2 separate regions of the Mus musculus genome follow, and region 2 is linked to region 1. The links are chromatin contacts, called in public Hi-C maps. All regions are on one chromosome and are shown on one strand. Each heading gives the region's core, a stretch centred on a gene start, on an enhancer-like site or on the middle of the called end of the contact. The rest is flanking DNA. Distances are from core to core; before and after follow the strand shown.

What was found. Hi-C and Micro-C count contacts between places; a contact is called where the count stands out from the background.
Region 2: a contact with region 1 is called in a Hi-C map of CD8 T cells, with 2.2 times the contacts expected there. The contact joins the enhancer-like site here to the promoter of Gcn1 in region 1. A contact is called at or near these places in 1 of 39 promoter capture datasets (pre-B cells), 1 of 484 Hi-C or Micro-C datasets (CD8 T cells), 1 of 115 datasets of contacts at active chromatin or transcription factors (effector CD8 T cells) and 1 of 9 other capture datasets (pancreatic islet).

The regions. Positions count from the first base shown.
Region 1 is chr5:115,562,704-115,568,434 of GRCm38.p6, forward strand. Gcn1 (GCN1 activator of EIF2AK4) reads left to right here and starts at 2,560. Exons shown (of 58, transcript NM_172719.2): 1 at 2,560-2,603. The coding sequence starts at 2,586. It overlaps Rplp0 (ribosomal protein, large, P0), which reads left to right. Exons shown (of 7, transcript NM_007475.5): 7 at 580-1,026. The coding sequence ends at 741.
Region 2 is chr5:115,752,350-115,758,080 of GRCm38.p6, forward strand. No RefSeq gene overlaps it. Among named protein-coding and RNA genes, the nearest start is that of Bicdl1, 24 kb to the left of the region's middle. Within about 2 kb of position 3,377, at least 32 of the 459 cell types and tissues checked have an H3K27ac peak or open chromatin away from gene starts, as enhancers often do. A contact at or near this core is called in CD8 T cells and effector CD8 T cells, where this site is marked.

The DNA of each region.
Region 1 (5,731 bases), core at 1,310-3,809:
TTTTTTTTTTTTAAGTTTTATTATTTATATGAGTACACTGTTGCTGTCTTCAGACACTCCAGAAAGGAGTATCAAATCCCATTACTGGAGGTTGGGAGCTTAGATTTTCAGAATTCCCAGTCACTGCTTTTAACCACTGAGCCATCTCTCCAGCCCCAAAGCTGATCTTAAGCTGTAGTTGGGTGACCTTGAATCCAGGTTGGGGCTTGTTACTAGTACCAGTGCTTCCCCACTAAGCCAGCACCTTACCAACTAAGCTGTTAAACCAAGCTCCATGTCCTGTTTGGTATTGGGTGAAAACTGGGTGGCCTTTCATTCAGGCTAGAGTCTGCCCTGAGCTAGTCAGATCCTTTGTTAATAAAAGTGGGGGGAAATGCATATTAGTGGAGGCATGCATGCTCTCATTTTAAAAGACTAGACCCCTAGAGCTGGGCCCAAGTGTCCAGCCAGCAGGCTATGCTCAGAAAGAACCCCTGGTGGGTAATCTCACTGGAAAGCTGCCACAGGACAGTCAGTTCTTAGCAGGAAGAGTGTAGGTGGTAGAACTATGATCATGCTGACTGCCTTTTCTCCCTCAAGGTCAAGGCCTTCCTGGCTGATCCATCTGCATTTGCGGCTGCTGCCCCTGCAGCTGCTGCCACCACTGCTGCCCCTGCGGCTGCTGCAGCCCCTGCCAAAGCTGAAGCAAAGGAAGAGTCGGAGGAATCAGATGAGGATATGGGATTCGGTCTCTTCGACTAATCCCGCCAAAGCAACCAAGTCAGCCTGCTTAATTTGAGAAAGATGGAAATAAAGGCTTACTTCTCTTAAAACTCCGGTCTGGATTTATTTAGTTTGTTCACTTAAGCAGGATGAAAAAGCAAAACCGCTACTGTTTACTTTGTGTTGGCATCTTTGTTTCTAAAATTAAAGCTCCTAGTGTTTTTGTGGGCTTTGTTTGTTTTTTGAGACAGTCTCTTGACTTGGTGCCATAGCTAGTCTGGGACAAAGATTTTCCAGGTGTGAATTAAAGGTGTATGTCATCAAGCCCCAAGCCTGGCCTTTATATTCCTATGGTAGTCCATGTTGGATATATATCATATGTATACATAATATATATGTATACTAAGCTCAATGGTTAAGAGACCTATGAGCCATACCAAATCTATATGGTTTGGTATCTGGGTCTGCTTTCTGTATATCACTGGATGTCCAAGCCATTGTTCATAGGTAGCCTTACTGCTCCAAGGCAGAGTGATGCAGGTCCAGAGCCCTGTTGCTTAAGGCTGAGGCAGGGGTAGAAGGCTGGGTTTGAGCTAGGCGTGGTTTAAGGACTGAAGTCTGAGAGGGCCTGAGATGGTGATACTGAGCTATGGCAAGGAGTATCCAGGTGAGTGGTGATTGAACTCGGGCCTGATTGTGCCTTTTGAGATGAGGATTGGTGTAGAAGTTGATCTGCCTCAGCCTTCTGCCTGCAGTAATTGAGTCACTGCTGTGTGTTTAGTAATGAAGTTATACTTGTGTTTGTGTAGTTTAGATGTGTAGTTGAGTTTCCACGTGCTGGCTAAAGTTTTTTCTTGGTAGATTAAGTCTTGAATACAGGGGCAGTTAATAACTAGCCACTAAGGTGTGCATGTAGGGTTGCTTTGATGTACTAATCGGGGGTGCAAACTAGAATAACTTGCTATGTAAAAAGCTGCTGCAAGAGCTAAAATACTGCCTGTGCATCACAGGTAACTAGACAAAAAGTTACCCTAGAATTGCAACCTCTAACCCGATAGTAGTTTGATGTTGGTTCATATAGGCATTCAGTAAGTGTTAAGTCTGAAAAGCTGAGGATTTAAAAAATGGGCTCTAACAAGTAGGTGAATACTGTATCAAATGCAATGCCCTATTGCTATCATTAACCTTGTGACGTCACTATACATCTATGTGTGTGTATATATATATTTTTTTTTCTTCTCCCTCCCTCACCCCCCAGGGTTTCTCTGTGTAGCCCTGGCTGTCCTGGAACTCACTTTAGACCAGGCTGGCCTTAAATCCGCCTACCTCTGCCTTCCGAGTGCTGGGATTAAAGGCGTGCGACACCACGCCCGGCCCCCCATCTGTATAGTTGCCACTGCTGAGGGCCAAGAAGCCTGGAGACCGCATTCTCCAAGCACACTCTTGAGTTATAGTAAAAATTCAATAATTGTCCTAAGACATCGAACTCTTCCTCAACCCTGTCCCTAGCTGTCTGCAGTTGAGGCTCCCAGCAGGTCACGCAATTCCCGGGTCATCCCTGCATCCCTCCCGCGTACCTCACCATCACCTGTTCTAACCTCCAAGCCTCTTGGGCCTGAGACTAGTCTTTGGGTTCATTCCTGGGGCCTAGGAAACAGCACGATGGGGGGTGTCGGTGCTGGACCCGGGATCCCCCCAAGGATGCCAGAGCTGCAGGGCGCTGTCCGGGGGAGGCCGAATCGAGGAGATCCCGCGCCCAGGGGCTGCAGAGCACGACCTGCGGCCGCCCTCCCGCCCGGGGGCGCCAGGCCTCGCCTTGCCGCGTGGGCCCTGCTGTGACCCGGAAGCGCTCCGGAAGCGGTTCCGGACTGGGCGCCGGCAGGATGGCGGCGGACACGCAGGTGAGGCGGGCGGCTGCGGCGGCCAACGCGGCGGGCGGCGGGGACCGGACCCGGAGCGCGGGCAGTGGGGCGGCGGGATTGCCCGGGCGGAGGCTGCGGCGCCCACGGCCGCGGAGGGCGCAGACGGAAGCGGCGGCGCGGGGGAAGGGGGCGGCGGCTGCTCGCGGCTCGAGGCTCCGGCCGGCCTGGGCGAGCAGAGCGACCCTGGACTCGAGCATCTTGCCATCCGCTTGGCTTCGGGGTAGCGGGTGCCGTGCTGGGGCTGTGCGGGTCCCGGCGGTGGCAGAGCTTACACTCGGCGTCGGCTACGGTTCTCCGGAGCCCGCGGGGCGATGCAGAGGCCCCCCGACTCTGTGCCCACACTCGGAGCGTAGCCTTTTTATGTCCATACGGGTTCGGAGTTGAGCCTCCGCTCGTTGGTTTCGTCAAGGCGTTGGATCAATGACATCACCCCTCAGGGTCTCGGTCCTTTTAACATTTGGTGGTGGTGATAATACCGATATCCTATGTTATTTTATGGGAAGATGTATTGAGACAAAATAGTAGGGTCCCATGTGGGTTTGCTGGGTGTTAACTGGGTCCTGGGTGAGATCTCAAAATGTCTTCACCTGCGAAGAGTCGTGACACCGTTGTGCGTTCACACCTGTGGGTACCTTGCAGTTCAGGGAGGCGTTGAGGCTACCCCCTTCTCCATCTCAGCCTCTTTTGTAGCCTCGTGGAAGGATGAAATAATAAATAAGAAACATAATTTTTTTTTCTCTCCATGTCTCCATCCCACCCTCCCTTTTCAAAAATGTAGATCAAGGCCAGGTAGTGGTGGCGCGGTGGTGGCACGTCTCTAATCCCAGCACTTGGAAGGCAGAGGCAGGTGGATCTCTGAGTGCCAGTCCAGCCTGGTCTACAGAGGGAGTTCCAGGCAGACATGGGTACACACACACACACAAAACCCCTGTCTTGAGAAACAAACAAATTAAAAATATATATATATAGTGAGTTGGCTTTGAACTTGTAGCCATCTTGCCTGTGGCTTCTTAATGGGTGGGTGGGGGGCTTACCCTGCCTGGCAGGAACGTATTTAAAAAACAGTTTGAGTCTCTGGGGTGAGATTAATTGATTTTTATGTTTGATCCTCAAGGCCCGCCAAAGAGGAGCCATTTAACCTGATCATTAAAAAGATGCTTTGCAAGGGTCTTCAGTAAAAGGGTTTGGTAATTTGTTTAGACAGAGCTGCGTCTTAGTGAATCCTAAGAAGGGAAGTTACTTAATGTTTCTGAATATTTAAGAATCTTCTCCCTAGAGTTGTGTTATTTAGTAGTAGGTTACCTAACTGTGCTATCAAAAGAGCCGTAAAGCTTACTTAAGTTCGTCAGAATTAAATGAAATTTAAAAATTCGGTTCTCCACCTGTGCTTCAAGTGATTTGTCCTTCATGTCTTCAGAGCAGCCACATCAGGTTTGTCATTTCAGAAAATCCTCTCTTGGGCAGTGGTGTCTGCAGAGATATCGGTGGACTTGGGAGGTGTGAGAGCTGATCTTTCCAATGCCCAGTGTGACTCCTAGAGGCTCTTAGCATATAAGGTTTCCAGTGGGAAACTTTTCCTATCTTACTTTGTAGCGCTGGGGACCCAGCCCAGGGCCCTCACGCTTGCTGGGCAAGGGCTGAGCAACAAGCTATTCCTAATCTGGCAACTTCTGATTAAGGAAAAGAGCTTCGACTTCCTTGTCAAATATGAAAAGTTCCTGCATATTTGTGAGAGAACTATCACTATGAGTTTAATGCTTTGTTATTGCCCAGCGTGGTGGCACAGGGGTTTTGTTGTTTTGTTTTTTTGTCACAGTACTCGGGAATCAGAGACAGCAGGATCTCTCAAAGTTCCATGCCATCCAAGGCTGCACTGTGATAAGACCTTGTCTCTAAAAAAAAAAAATAAAGAAAATAAAAGGAAGTTTAATGTTACCATATTGGAAGGCAGAGGGTAGTACATATGCATTATTTTCTCAAACCTCAGTAAGGTTGGTAAAGCATTTAAAAAATTATAATACGGGGCCAGCAAGATGTTTTATTGGGTAAAAGTGCTTGTTGATGTGCCAGCAAAATGGCCTGAGTTTTGACCCCTGTATCCCTTGGTGGAAGGAGAGAACTGATTCCTGAAAGTTGTCCTCTGACCTGTGCACGCATGAGCGCACGTGTGTGTACACACACACACACACACCATGGCATGTGAACATCTGAACACATGCACGGTGCACATACACATGCGCATGCTCTCTAGGCTGTGTGGGAACCCAGTGGTGGAGTCTGGCATCCACGAGTTCCATCCCTAGCATCCCTCCTCCAAGATATTTTAGGGCGGAGGGCAGGCTCGGTGATGGACCTTGTGTCTGGCATGTACATTTCAAGCCTTGTTGTCTGGTCCCCAGCACAGCAAGGCAGACCCAGCAAATGGATGTGGGAGCAGCAGTGCACAGGCAGCAGTGGCCAAGTCTGGAGGCTAGAACGTGAGAAGAGGTAGAGTTTGGTTGGTTGGTTTTTGAGTCAGGGTTTCTCCGTGTAACCCTGGCTTTACTGGAACTCTGTAGACCAGGCTGGCCTCAAACTCAGAGAGCTCTTCTTCTGCCTCCCAACCTTGGTATCAAGGGTGTGCACACACACACCCCGTCCCCCGTGAGATACAGATTTCCGAACACTGAAGGAAATGACTCCTGATCCGTGAGCTAGGAAACTCAGGAACCAACGGGAAGACCTTGCAGAACCTCTGAAAGGCAGAGCTCACGGGATCAGGATCCTTCACTGATGGAGATGTTTCCAGACCAGAGTTCTCAGCACTGTGGATAAAATAGTCTTACAGCAAAGCATTTGACCATGAAATTTCAGAATCTTTAAAAAAAAAAAAAAAAAAAAAGGCCTAGAAGTTTCTAGACAGAAAACCCGATCCCTTCTAAAAGATCAAAGCAGAACCAGGCATTCCTAGAACCAAACACAGTAGGTTAGAGTTGGAGGCCTGCTTGTACATAGTGCGACCAACCATGTCAGAACAAAAAATATTACAACAGCTTTGGTCTTCCCAACCCTAGGTAAAGGTTAGCATTCAGTGGAGGAGTACAGTCGCCTCAGTGTTCTGAAGGACA
Region 2 (5,731 bases), core at 2,127-4,626, 190 kb after region 1:
ACCCACAACCCTGCATTGGTGGTTTTTTTGGGGGGGGCACATCCAAAATCCAAAACCAAGTATGGATGGTCTGTTTTGACTATGGGAACTTCTGAAGGATATGGTTTGCTATTGAAAGCAGCTGCCGGCAGATGGGATGGCTCCGCAGGTAAGACGACAACCCAAGGACCTAAGTGCAGTCCCCGGAACTCAGGCCAAGGTAGAGGAAGGAACTGACACCACAGAGCCATCCTCTGACCGCCACCTACGTACAGACAGCACCACTTGGGATTGCCCCTTCGTCATACCTATGAACACACAGTAATAAAATTAAAACAAGCCCAACAAAACAGCTCTCGGGCTGAAAAGATGACCCAGCACTTAAAAGTCTTTCCTGATCTTTCAGAAACCCAGAGTTTGTGTCGCAGCACCCACACAGGTGGCTCACAACCACCTATAATTCTTCAGCTTCTGGCATCTGTCACTCTCTTCTGGCCTCTATGAACAACTGCATTCATATGCGCCCCCCACTGCATTCATATGCGGCCCCTCCCCCCGCCCCCAGGCCCAGAAATAAATAATAGTGTATATATATTTAAAAACAGTTGAAACAAATTTTGCCTGTAAGAAACAAACCCACGGCCATCTCTTAAATTAAGACAGAGATATTTTGCTATGTTGACACCACCGGGGAAAAAGTGGAAAATTACAGTGTTCACACGGGTCTAAGTCACTGGTCTTAAATCATTTCTCAACTGACATCCTGGGTAACCAGGAAGCCGCAGATGTAAGAGCCAAAAGCAACAAATACTTACAGAAATAACTTGAGATGGGGAGGTGTGTGTAGATTGGAGGTATATATATATATATATATATATATATATATATATATATATACTGGCAAATTCTTAGAGTCTAAAATTCAAAACCTGTGTCACTGAAAACTCCTCCCCCTTCCTTTTGGTATTACTTTGTTTACTGGTGAATTTCCTTTTGAAAATGACAGATGGTCTCGCCTTGCTGGAGGCAAGACGGCAACTGGATTTCATGATGGTCTGATTCTACGAATCTTTTGAATGGAAAGAAGTTCACGACACCATTGCATACACTAGCAAGATTTTGCTGAAAGGACCCAGATATAGCTGTCTCTTGGAGACTATGCCGAGGCCTAGCAAACACAGAAGTGGATGCTCACAGTCAGCTATTGGATGGATCACAGGGCCCCCAATGGAGGAGCTAGAGAAAGTACCCAAGGAGCTAAAGGGAACTGCAACCCTATAGGTGGAACAACAATATGAACTAACCAGTACCCCGGAGCTCTTGTCTCTAGCTGCATATGTATCAAAAGATGGCCTAGTCAGCCATCACTGGAAAGAGAGGCCCTTTGGACTTGCAAACTTTATATGCCCCAGTACAGGGGAATGCCAGGGCCAAAATGGGGGAGTGGGTGGGTAGGGGATTGGGGGTGGGTGGGTATGGGGGACTTTTGGAATAGCATTGGAAATGTAAACGAGGAAAATACCTAATAAAAAAAAGAGAGAGAGAAAAAAGAAGTTCACAGAGACAGAAGAGGCATGCTGGGTTTTGCTTGCTTGGTATTTTTATTTATTTATTTATTTTGCTAGTTTCTCTATCTGTTCAAATGAACACTGTCAAATCATTAAAGATGTAGAGTCACAGTAGGAAATGACCCCTGGAGCTGCTGTCACAAGGATGGATGCAATTTTAGTATCCCAAGAATTGAAATGTAGCAGGGTGTGGCCAAACACACCTGCAAGCTAAATCCGAGGGAGGCAGAAACGGGAGGACAGCTGTGTGTTTGTTTATAGAGAGAGTTCCAAACCAGCCAGGGATACATGGTAATGCCCTGTCTTAAAACAAAACAACAGCAAAAAAAAAAAAAAAAAAAAAAAAAACCTGAACTATAATGACACAGTCTTGAGGATGGTTAATCAGCTTCATCATACTGAACTGGGGCTGGTGGGGGGTGGTGCTGAAAACATTTCCTCTAAAGTCAGGGACAAAATGAGAGTGTTCACTTTCTCTACTCTCAGTATAGTGATTTAATTCCTGGCCAAAGCAATAAGACAAGAGAATTAAATAAAAGAGATATCCAGGTGGTGGTAGTGCTTGCCTTTAATCCCAGCACTCAGGAGGCAGTAGCAAGCACTTCTCTGAGTTTGAGGCTAGCCTGAGCTATGGAGAGAGTTCCGGCACAGCCTGAGCTATGCAGAGAAACCCAGTCTCAGAAAAAAAGAAAGAAGGAAAAAAAGAAAGAAAGAAAGAAAGAAAGAAAGAAAGAAAGAAAGGAAGGAAGGAAGGAAGGAAGGTGGAGGGAGGCAGACAGACAGACAACTGGGCCTCATGACTCCGGTCTGTAGGTTCAGCTACTTGGAAGGCTGAGGCAACAGGATCACAAGTTCAAGGCCAGAGTGGATTAGCCATTGCAGCCACTGGGGGGAAAAAAGGGGTATTCTTACTATAGCCTTCTATGATCCAATATGGAAGTTCTGTGCAAGCCTCCTCCATTTTCCCGCAGAGCCAACCCATCCGAAAACAAGCTGATGTTCGGGTGCCATATTACATTACACGCATCTGAAGACCTAGGGTGTCTGGCAAGGCCTGCACTCCTCAGGAAGTGGGGTTACGTCTTCCGGACTCCTCAGGAAGTGGGGTTACATCTTCCAGACGTGACTAAAGACAAGCACCTGAATGCTCAACACTTGGAGCATCAAAGGCAGAATTTCTCTGCTCTGCTTCCTGCATGGGTGATGAATACGGCAGATAAGACAATTTTAAAATGTACAGGTGAGAATCAACTCTAGTATTACAGTGTGCACTCTTGTGCTCTCTCTCTGTCTCTCTCTGTCGTGGGTTGGCCTGGTGCTGCTTGTATTCTAAGGCTAATAATACAGAGACCCAGGTGACCATGCCCCTAGGTTATTCTGACTGGTGAAGAAGATGCCAACAGACGATAGCTGAGATATAGGTTGGGTTTAGGGTTCTGGGGCTTGTGGGTCAGAGGAGAACCATAAAGGGGAAAAGAAGGTGGAAGAAGGAGAAGCCACCATGGGTTGGGAGTCAAGAAAACATGGCCCTGAGGGCTGGCCAACTGGAGTTAAGAGCAGCCCAGATAAAGCATAGTAAGTAATAACTCTGGTTTACTGGGGAAATAAGACTTTAATTGCATAGAGGGGAGGTATCTCTTCAGCTCTAGTGCTGATTAAAGCTTATTGTAAATATAAAGGTTATGTGTGTCTTTTATCTGGCAACCAAATATGGTCAAAGGCAGGTAAAAAACCCCAAACAGGGATTAAAATTTTCTACAACACCCTCTGAAGAAAGCAGACGTGTTAAAGAGTTCCAGATGGGGAACGGAAACATATGGTTTCCCGTGTGTTTCTCAAATGAATAAGCTGGGGCTTGATGTCAGCTGTCACAGTGTGCAGACCCTCTGCTGCCTCCCCCCCCCCAGCCCCGGTCTTGCCCCCCCCCCCCGCCCCCCCCACCCCCACCCCCGGCCCTCAGGTTGCTGTCAGTCACTGTGAGTAGATCGCTTGCTCTTTTCCACCTGAAATTAAATGACAGGGGGAGGGGGGCGGAGATGAGTTACAGGTTAACCTGAGCAATTAAGGGAAAGCCTGTCTTTAAAAAAAAGTAAAATGAAGCCGGGCGGTGGTGGCATCCCATCACTCGGGAGGCAGAGGCAGGCGGATCTCTGAGTTCGAGGCCAGCCTAGTCTACAGAGAGAGTTCCAGGACAGCTAGGGCTACACAGAGAAACCCTGTCTCAAAGTAAAATAGGCTGTGGCTGCTGTGGATGTTGTTGGGGTCCAGGAGTCACCCTACAAACCACACAAACACGGTCTTAGACAGGGATGGTTTCTTGAAAGTGCACCCTAATACTGATGATCGATTAGGGTTGTAACTCAGAATCTGGGGGCCGAGGCTACGGGCCCCAAACATTTCTCAGGGCCAGCTTATAAAGAAGAACAAAAAAACCTATAGTGATCTCATGTGCAGGTGCAGGAAGTGCTGCCCTGACCCGAGCTATTTCTAGCTAGACAAACAGTTCTAATGGACCTTTATTCTGATTGGTCCTACGTGGAGCTTACATTTGAATTTCTTAAGATTAATGAACCTCATAACATACAGAACACAACAGGTTATGTGGTCAGCATGACCCTGCTCTGAGTCAAGTTATTTTTCTGGGTCAATGACTGACGGTCACATTACAGCAACAATATGAAATAGCTGGCAGGCTTGGAACAAAATGGCTACAGCTATGCTGGGGTGGGGCAGACAGACCTCATAGTTGTAACTCAGTGGTAGAGCAGTTGCCTAGTGTGGATGAGGTCCTAGGTTCCATTCCCAATACCACAAAAATAAACAAGCAATTGACAAGGGCTTAGAAGATGCGGGAGAAAAAGATACCTCATATACGGGCCATTCCAACCACTGTGGGAATTATCATGGGGACCCCTCAAAAGATGTAGCACCGTAAGATTCAGCTATAGCACTCCTGGCTTAGGGTCAGCACACCAGAGAGATGGCCACACCCATCCACAGACCTTTTCACAGCAGCCAAGTTATAGAATCATCTCAATTGGCCATTGACAGGCAAGTAAAGAAAAAGCGCGCGCGCGCACACACACACACACACACACACACACACACACACACACACACACTACTTAAGAACCACGAAGCACCATTGATAACAGGCAGAAGTGACAAACTTCATAGCCAGACTCAGATCCAGATGGCATTCCCTCAAATCTAGATAAGAAGGGGAGGGGAGGGGAGAGAAAAGAGGGAGAGAGGAGTGGAGAGAAGGTAAGAGAGGGAGGGGAGGGAGAGGAAAGGGGAAAGAGAGAGAAGGGGAAAGGGGAAGGGAGAGGGAGAGATGGGGGAGGGATAAGGAAGGAAAAAAGGAGAGGTAGGAGAGAGTGAGGAAGAGAGAGAGCTTGCAAGGAAGAGCAAGCAAGGGAGACTACAAGCATACACAAGTTCCTATGTTGGATCTTCAGCACTAGAGAAAAATATGAAAGTAGAAGCCCGATTATTAGGAGAGAAGAGGGAAAGGGGAGGAACAAGATCGAGGAAGAGAGTGAATCCATTCTTTTCCTGTTACTGCGAGAAAACAGCATGACCAAGGCAACTTGCAAAGGAAAACACTTATGATAGGCTCAGGAGAGTTAGAGGGAGGGTTAGAGTCCATGAAGGCAGCACAAAGGCATGACAGCAGGAGCAGGGAGCAGAGGGCTCACATCTTGAATTGTAAGAGGAAAGAGAGAGCAAATGGGAGTTTTGTGAGGCTTGGAAACCCCAAAGCCCGCCTCAAGTGATGAACTCCCTCCAGGAGACAACCGCTTCTAGACCTCCCCAAACAGCGCCACTAAGTGGGATCCGCGTGTTAAAACACCAGAGTCTATGGGAAACATGCCATTCAAACCACCACCGAGGCAGAGGGTGACCCAGGATCACTCTATGTACATCTGAAAATGTCACAGTGAAGCCCGCCATTTTACATAATTGATATACATTTTAAAAACTGGTGTTGGGGCTGGAGAGATGGCTCAGCGGTTAAGAGCACTGACCGCACTCCCAGAGGTCCTGAGTTCAGTTTCCAGCATCCAAGTGGTGACTCGTAACCATCTGTAATGGGATCTGACGCCCTCTTCTGGTGTGTCTGAAGACAGCTACAGTGTACTTATATATAATAATAAATAAATCTTGCTGGGCAGTGGTGG